Regions from separate parts of the Mus musculus genome. Here region 2 is linked to region 1. The links are chromatin contacts, called in public HiChIP or PLAC-seq maps. All regions are on one chromosome and are shown on one strand. Each heading gives the region's core, a stretch centred on a gene start, on an enhancer-like site or on the middle of the called end of the contact. The rest is flanking DNA. Distances are from core to core; before and after follow the strand shown.

The links. HiChIP or PLAC-seq counts read pairs in DNA pulled down with a chosen protein or histone mark.
Region 2: an H3K4me3 HiChIP or PLAC-seq map of intestinal villus epithelium shows a contact between it and region 1, with 5 times the contacts expected there. The contact joins the promoter of Il13ra1 here to the enhancer-like site in region 1. A contact is called at or near these places in 3 of 484 Hi-C or Micro-C datasets (the AML12 cell line, the C2C12 cell line and myeloid progenitors), 1 of 115 datasets of contacts at active chromatin or transcription factors (intestinal villus epithelium) and 2 of 9 other capture datasets (liver and pancreatic islet).

The regions. Positions count from the first base shown.
Region 1 is chrX:36,031,243-36,035,756 of GRCm38.p6, forward strand. It overlaps Dock11 (dedicator of cytokinesis 11), which reads left to right. Exons shown (of 53, transcript NM_001009947.3): 38 at 1,039-1,181; 39 at 3,061-3,176. Among named protein-coding and RNA genes, the nearest start is that of Gm32904, 6.4 kb to the left of the region's middle. Within about 2 kb of position 2,294, at least 7 of the 459 cell types and tissues checked have an H3K27ac peak or open chromatin away from gene starts, as enhancers often do. A contact at or near this core is called in intestinal villus epithelium, where this site is marked.
Region 2 is chrX:36,110,176-36,114,689 of GRCm38.p6, forward strand. Il13ra1 (interleukin 13 receptor, alpha 1) reads left to right here and starts at 1,933. Exons shown (of 11, transcript NM_133990.5): 1 at 1,933-2,100. The coding sequence starts at 2,019.

The DNA of each region.
Region 1 (4,514 bases), core at 1,044-3,543:
GCCTTTGCCTTCGGTTTATTGCTGCGTCTCTGGAACAGCCTAGTAATAAATCTCAAGTGATATGTGTTCCAGTGGCTACCATCGTTCCCTGTGACTGTGAGCTGCTCTGATCTTTAGCACCATAGACCTTAGCATCGCAGATTTTGTTACTCTGACCTCATGGTTAGAAGAGGACAAACTTCTCCTTCCTGAGTTTACACATGACACAGCTGTAAGTGATCCAGAAAGAAACTGGATTGATATTCATTCTTGAATATCTGATGCCTGATGCCAGCCCCTTCCCATTTCAGTGTCTGTCTTCTTGCTTCTCCTTCCTCACTTCCTGAAAAGAAAAAAACCTGAATATTATTAGAGTGTTGTTATCTACTTAGCCCCAGTGTTTTGGAGAAGGATAGAAGGCTCTTTCTAAATACCTTAGCTAATAGTATATGTTTTTTGTTTTTTTAGAGACAGGATTTCTCTGTGTAGCCCTGGCTGTCCTGGAACTCACTCTGTAGACCAGGCTGGCCTTAAACTCAGACATCTGCCTGCCTCTGCCTCTGCCTCCCAAGTGCTGGGATTAAAGGCCTGGTGGCACACGTGTGCGCCACCATGCCCGGCTGGTATATGCTCTTTTTTTTAGATCCATTAAAACTTATAATTTAGGGGCTAGAGAGATGGCTCATCATTTCTAATATATCTCATTTAATCCAAGCAATAGTTGATAGAATCTTCGAGCAGCATATTATATTTATCTGGAAACACATCAACAAAAATCACATTTTAGTTTAAAAGAATCAAACAATGATGTATATTATTGGAACACTTCAGTTTTTGTTGTTACTGTATTTTTGTTTGTTTGTTTTTTGTTTTATTGGTGGGGGTTTGAAACAAGGTCTCACTATGTAGCCCTGGCTGTCCTGGAACTTACAATGAAAAACAAACTGGCCTTGAACTCACAGAGATCCACCTGCCTTTGCCTCCCAACTGCCAGGGTTAAAAGAATATACCATCACTGCCTGGCTTTACTTCAGTTATTGATTTAAAATTTTATTTTAGGGTACATGATGCCTGGCTATCCAAACACTTTGGAATAGATAGAAAATCACAAACTATGCCAGCTCTTCGAAACAGATCAGGGGTGATGCAAGCTCGGCTTCAACATCTCAGCAGCTTAGAAAGCTCATTCACACTTAATCACAGTAAGTAATCTTGGGTCAAGGGCATATCAAATAGCATGGTAATGCTATTTAATCTTTTTTTAAGAAAAATTCAATGTGTATATATGTGTGATATGTATACAGATATGAGCATTGTGTGGGTGCAAGTTTATGTGTATAGTGTGTCCGTCAAATTTTATTTTTAATTGTTTAAGATTTGTTTATTTTATTTAATATGTATTAATGTTTAGCCTGAATCTATGTATGTGTGCCATGTTTGCCTGGTACCTGTGAAGGCCAGAAGAGGGCACTTGATCCCCCAAAACTGGAGTTACAGATGAGTGCGAGTCATAATGTGGGTGCTGGGACTTAAATGCAGGTCCTCTGGAAGAGCAAAAAGTGCTCTTATTAGTGAGCCATCTCTTTAGCTCCACTAAATTTTAATACAATGTATTAACGTCATAATAAAATAGCATATAAAAATATTCAGTTAGAGTTATTATTGTTCATTTAGTGACTACTAACATATATGTTCTGTGCTAATTACGGAAATGAATCGACTCTAGCTGGACTTAGTAGTTCAGGCCTGTGATTCCAGCTACCAAGGGGGGTGAGGCAGAAAGTTCACAAGATCAAGGCCATCCTGAGCAAATTTGATCTTGTCTAATACAATAAAAAGCTTGTGTGTGTGTGTGTGTGTGTGTGTGTGTGTGTGTGTGTGTGTATACATACATACATACATACATACATACATACATACATACATACTGGGGACCTAGCCCACTACTAGAGCTTGCCTCTTGCCTAGTATGCATGAGACCTTATATTCAATCCCCAGTAGCATGAAATAGTAATAATGAGCTCTAAATACTAGTTGTTGGAGGTATATTTAAATGTGCTAAAGCATTGAGAAGGCACCTAGGATAAGAAGAAAAATCTTGCCTAACTGGGGCCGTTTGGGGACTAGATAAAGGGGAAGTACCCTCTGATAGCACATATTAATAATAATAAAAAAAAACTCAGAGGAAGAACACTTTCATTTTCATTCAGGAATCCAAAGGTCACAGGAAAAGAGGCCAAGAAAACTGGCTTTGTGAAGCCTAATTATAATAATAAATGTCCTGCATAGATAGGCCCTGAGCTAAAAGCCTGTAGATGCAATTTCTTTTTTATTGTTCCTTAATCTTTTTTTTACAGTCTAGTCGTTAACCCCCCTCCCTGTCTGCCCTCTGGTCATTCCTCCTCCATACTTCCTTTTCCTACCACCTGTCTCCAAGAGGATGTCTCTGCCACCCCACCTCCACCCCTCCAGACCTCCCCACTCCCTGGGGCCTCAAGTCTCTGAAGGGTTAGGTGTACCTTCTCTCACTAAGGCCAGACCAGGCAGCTTTCTGTTGTGTGTATGTCTGGGGCCTCATATCAGCTGGTGTATGCTGCCTGGTTGGTGGCTCAGTGAGGATGCAATTTTTTCAAGTTTCTGCTTGCTGTAAAAGTGCAACAAACCTGCTTCCATAGGCCCATAAGTAGCCTGGAATCCTGTCACTGGCAGAACTGAAGACATCTGACTGGAGGATGCTGAATTTGCATGGCTTTGTCAGGTTTTTTACCCATGCTGGCAACACAGCTGAAGATGCCTCCTACATGACTTCCTACTTCCATCGCCATAGCTCATTACTGAGATCACATCACCAAAGAAGGGTGCAGCTAAATACATGCTGCAGGGGGAAAAAAAGTGACCGGAAGGGATTAAGACAGACCGTGACTCTCGTAAGGTATCTTTGCAGTGAAGCTCATTAGGTCTGATGGTGTGAGATCCTTCTAAGAAGGCAAGACTGTCTCACTGTGGCTTTGGGAGGAAGTTATTTGGTGCTGATAACGTAAGTCTGGTTGGGCATGGTTTAATATGCTTCTCTGACCTTAGGTTCTGCAACAACGGAAGCAGACATTTTCCACCAGGCGCTTCTGGAAGGCAATACTGCTACTGAAGTATCTCTGACAGTACTAGACACGATCTCCTTTTTTACCCAGTGCTTCAAGGTAAAGATGACTTTGAAATCAATCGGTGACAATTGCAAGAAAGGAAAAAAAAAACTATAATAGCTAGCTAGTTTGAGGAACAATAGTTCGGTTTGAAATAACCTGGCAGGGGTGGTGAGAAAACACTGGTGACAAGTCAAGTTTGACTAGCTAACCTTGGGAAATCACTGAAACTCAGTCATCCATACAGTGAACTGTTCCTACTAAAATGTCCTTAATCCCCCTATGCCTCTTAAATTCTATTGTTTTACATTTGTCTTTAGATTCAGTTTTCTGCCAGGCATAGTGACATGTGCCTATAATGTCAGGACTTGGGCAACAGAAGCAGGAGGGGTGCCAAATTTGAGGGCACCTCATCTGTATAACAAATTCCCTGTCAGGGAAAGCTCTGTAGAAAAAGATAAGAGGTGGGGGGAGAAAGAAGTTGGGGAAGGAAAGAAGGGAGGGGGTGTTTTCTTTCATGTTTTTATTAAAATAACTACTACTTTTTACCTGAAATCATGAGAGAATCAGTTAGCCAAAATACCCATTATAACAAGGCATCTTGTAAGGACCATGTCCAGATTTTTCTCAGATTTTTTTTTCTCTCAACTCAAATCATCATTCCTTTGATTTGTAAAAGAAAGTCAGTTAGTGTGCATGCTTGGTGGAAGGGTAAAAGAAAACAGTAGATGTGAGAGTGCTTTGAAAGTGAAAACTATATGAGCATAATGTAAGGTATCATAAGTATTAGAACCCGAAAGTAGAAAACATGCCTCCTGTTTCTCTTCAATTACATATCATTTGGCATTCTTTGCGTTTCTGTTTGTTTGCTTGCTTGTTTGTTTTGCCTTTTCTCCTGTCTTATGTAATATAGTCAATAGCTGTAGGCTTCCAGATAGACTATGGAAACGTGCCCCATGCTTCTCAAAAACATTATATAAAGGAGAATCAAATAATATACTAATCAATTGTAGTAGGTGATCTTACAAAATATTAGGTCTGTTTTAATTAAAATAATACACACACACACACACACTCATCTATTTTTCATCATGTCAGTAGACAGGACATCTGAGTCTCATGACTAAACTTCCATTCCTCCCTTGCTTTTCTGATACTTTTTATTTAATAGATATTTGTGTATTTCTTGGTAAAACTCGAGTACTCTCTTAAGCATTTTATGAATATTATCTTACTATTTTTCGTGCTGGGGATTGAACCATGACCTCATGCATGCAAAGCACATATTGTGGTGCTGTGTTACCCTCCACTTTTCTTTGGAAGGATGGGGTAATAAAGGGAGGTAATGGCATAAGAGGACATGTGATCTTTATGAAGTTATGAAACCGCTCTGAA
Region 2 (4,514 bases), core at 683-3,182, 79 kb after region 1:
ACTCTTCTGTGCCTGGCTTTTTATGTTGCTGCTGGGGATCTAAATTCAGGTCCTTGTGTTTGTGTGGCAAGCATTTTATCAATGGAACCATCTCCTTGGTCCCCAAATCAAGCCTTTTAAAATGTGTGGATTATTTTTAAATATTTTTATTAGGTATTTTCCTCAATTACATTTTCAATGCTATCCCAAAAGTCCCCCATACCCCCCCCCCACTCCCCTACCCACCCACTCCCACTTTTTGGCCCTGGTGTTCCCCTGTACTGGGGCATATAAAGTTTGCACGACCAATGGGCCTCTCTTTCCACTGATGGCCCACTAGGCCATCTTTTGATACATATGCAGCTAGAGACAAGAGCTCCGGGGTACTGGTTAGTTCATAATGTTGTTCCACCTATGGGGTTGCAGATCCCTTTAGCTCCTTGGGTATTTTCTCTAGCTCCTTCATTGGGAGCCGTGTGACCCATCCAATAGCTGACTGTGAGCATCCACTTCTGTGTTTGCTAGGCCCTGGCATAGTCTCACAAGAGACAGCTATATCAGGGTCCTTTCAGCAAAATCTTGCTAGTGTATTATTATTGTGATTTTTATAAAAAGAAAATGGAGATAGGTTAGCCAGAGTCAGAGAAAGAGATGTATTTTGACCATGGAAACAGAGGATTTAGTGGTACAGCAACAAACCAAGGAATGTGGGCAGTGTCTCACAGCTGGAAAAGTTCAAGCAAGGGCTTATGTTCTAGAATCTCCATGACAAAAAGTAGCTCTCCCTACACTTGGGTTTCGCCTAATGAGACTTCTGATATCCAGAAATGTATTAGAATGGAGCTTTTTAAGTCACCCAGATTGGGGCGATTTCCACAGCAGCAGTACAAAACCCCCAAAGCTGCTCAGTTCCTCTCCTTTCCTAATCTCAGAAATGCTCATCAGCACCCAGCTTCATGGCTCCAAGGTGCAGCCTTTCAACATCTTCGATACCTTCTCCTTACATAGTCTTCACAGTTTTTCATTATGCTTATGTAGGTGTGCATGCATGTGCACACACATGCCATGGTGCCCACGTGGAGGTCAGAGGGCAACTTGCAGGGCTCAGTTTTCTTCTTCCTCCATCTTTACTCACTAAGCTTTACAACCTCTCAATCTCTGCCCTCTCCCCCCTCCCGCCCTCCCCCCCCCACCTCTCCTGTAATTGGTGACAATCCTACTTCAGTCCCAGAATTGTTAAGCACTTGTTTAATCTAGGCCACAGTGCTCAGGCATGAAACACCATACCTGTCCATAGTATGTACCTCGAAACCTAAAACTATATTAAGCTGAGTGTGTGTTTTAACAACACAGGTACACAGGATAGTGACACTATCCCTTGTTTCGGGAATGTCACTTTAAAAACCCAATTCAATTATTACCAGCTTTCAAATATACCGTTGTCCCTTCCACAAAGCAGGGTGCCACTAAAGTCCCCAATCTACACTTCCAAGTCCATCCAGAGAAATAAAGAAGGTTGGTATTACTATTCTAGGAGTCAGAACTTCGGAAACAAAGGGCTCAGAGACCTAAGGCTAGATGCCAGGTTTCCAGATTCCCAGGCCAAGGTTCTTTTCCTACATGACCCTGCCCTAGTGTGTAGCAGGGTGCAGCCTTTGGCACTCGGGACAACCACACATCCTGATCAAAGTGGGAGTGAGAAGAGGCCAGTCTTTGGAGCCCTGCCACAAAGCTCCAGGGGAAGTCGCCTTGGGTCTTCCAAAGGACTCCCAGGTAGCTGTGACAGGTGGTGGCGCGGAGGGAGGCCAGGTGTCACTCGGTGGGAGTCTCAGAGCCGCCGGCCCCGCCCAATCCCTTCCACTGCCTGCGCCCAGACGCCCCCGCGCGCTCGGGTTACCTGCGGCCGTGGGCGGGGCGGCCCTTCCCGTCTGCGCCGGCTCTGGCCTCCAGCGCGCGGCGGCCGGGAAGTGGGAGCAAGAACAGAGGAGGCGGAGACTGCCGCGGCTCCAGCCGGGCCACGCTCCGAGGCGAGGGGCTGCATGGCGCGGCCAGCGCTGCTGGGCGAGCTGTTGGTGCTGCTACTGTGGACCGCCACCGTGGGCCAAGTTGCCGCGGCCACAGGTGAGTGTGGTCCCCGGCTGGTGACAGCCACCAGGGGGTTGGGGGTGGTGGTGGTGTGTGAGAAGGACGAGGCTTGGCAGGGACTTGGGCCGGCGGGGCGCCAGGAGTTCGATCGCCTTGGTCAGGGTGCGCGCACTGAGGTGGTCGGCCCTTCGATGTCCCGTGCTAAGTCGCCAGCCTTTGCCTTTCATGCTGAGTCTCCGTGATCCTGTTGGATTTGAGGGACCTGGGTGCGGGGGGGATTTCCCAGGCTCTGTGGCAGGGAGAGGGGGAGCCAGACCCGGCGACTGGCCATCTCACTTCCCTTGAGCACTAGGGAAGAGCCAAGAAGGCTGGCGTCTAGAGGAAGGGGACTGAAGGGAACAGATTTTTGCTCAAATGACTCTTACAAAGTGGCTTTGCCTTTGAAGGGATGAGGAACCTTGGGATGGCGACTAAGTCCTGGTGAGCTGGAACTTCCTGAGGGCTCCTTGCCCTGAGCCTCTTAGATGCTCAGTTTGGAAGTGTGGCTTTTAGCAGTGGAAGTTAAAGGGAGTCTAAAGATGGATCTTAGTCCTAGTAGCAAAAGGACACAAGAGGTCAAGGCTTCCTCTGGCATTAAGAAATCTGCTGAGAACGCCTGTCCAGCATCCGGACAGACCTCTTCCAACTTTAATAAACAGTATTTCGTGGAAGATAATCTTAAATTTACAGAAAAGTTGTACATTGTTTAGGAAGTTGCACCATTGCCTTAATGTTTGTGAACAATTTTTAACTAATGAACTTGGCAGTTGCTGTGAAAATCGAAGGTGAATGATTTCCTCATGGACTAGGCTTGGCAAGCGTGGCAATCGGGGCCTTTTAAAATAGGTTTTATTCTCTCTCTCTCTCTCTCTCTCTCTCTCTCTCCAACACACACACACACACACACACACACACACACACAGAGTTGCTAACGAATGTTTACCAAGTGTGCTGTGTTTTGAAACGAAAGCTGAAATGTTAATTAGGAAATCCCCATGCTCTGTCAACAAAATATATGTAGTATCTATGACAGGCGGTGTTTCTAGGGGCTGAGGATGTAATAGTGAGAAAAATGGACCAAGTCCTGGAGTCACGAAGCTAGTTACATGTACTCTTGGCAAAGGGTGTGTGTTTCTGTGTTAAGGTAAGATATGTCACATACCACTAAAGTGCTATGGAGAGAAACAAGATGAGAGTAGGGAGTTACAGCTGTAAATGGCACGGAGTGGAGTGGAAAGACTTTACTGAAAAATTAGTGTTGAGTGACATCTGAGGGATGCTTAAGTTCAGCAGTTAATAATTGCCCTTTTTTTCCTGGGTTCCTGGAGAGGGTACCTAAGGGCTTCATGCAAGCTAGCTAAGTGCTCTAGGGCTGAGTCACACTGATAATTATTCAAGTGTTTGCCTTGTTTGTTTTGCTCTGAGCCAGGCTATGAAGGTTGACTTAGGACTTTATAGAGTATACAGAATAATCTTTGCCTATGAAGTGTGTCCAGTTCAGTTGACGATTCCAGGTTTTCATAGGTATAGGAAAACTGCAGTCCACAGACTTACCTAAGGTCACTGATCTTATTAATGTCCTGATTTTCACAGTGTCATTCCAACACACTCCCTCCTGCAGGGTCCTTCCCACACACACACCTGAAACAACAACGAACCCTCCAAATAAGATTGTCAAACCCAATTTATTTTTCCCGCTATGGTTTGTCGCTACCTTAGACTACAAAAATTATTTTCCCTATTAGACATATTGCATTTGTGCTATGGTGTAAAAACCATTTGCTATCTTTAATTACTCAGAGATTTAAGGTTTTATGGCTCTGACATTGGATGTGAGACTCAGAGTTAGTCATTATCCCCTCCCTATGTGATAATCTTTTCGTGGGTGAAATGAAGAGATTGTGCTCTATGGGTTTTAAGCAAAGGTTTTAATTGTAGTTTCTGTGTTTGGGTGTTGAGAGCTCCGTCTGAACATTTTAAGTGTTTCTCTAGTTTTGATCCTGCTGAGTATTTAAAAAGTATTAGGTTACTAAGTTGGCTCACTAGCTAAACTGTGGCATTAATAACAGCTAGAATGTCCATGTCTACTGTCTCTCCAGCAGTTTTCTAAGTGTTTTATGTCTTTTGAATTTAAAGTTGTATTTTCACAAGTCTTTGTGTCATGAAGCTAATATATACTGTGGGCAGAAGGTGTGTGCTTTTTTTGTGTTAAGTAAAATTTAGTTTGTCCAAATACACAGTCCAATAAAGTACTACAGAGAAAAAGAGGGTATGATAAGGGGGCTACAGTTTAGTTAGTAGTTTAGTCTATTTAGCTCAATAGCCCATGTTAGGGCATGGTTTAATCTTGGCATGCAGAAGAGCTAGGTAGATACCTCCCACTGTACTAGTATAGGAACTAGGTAGGATCC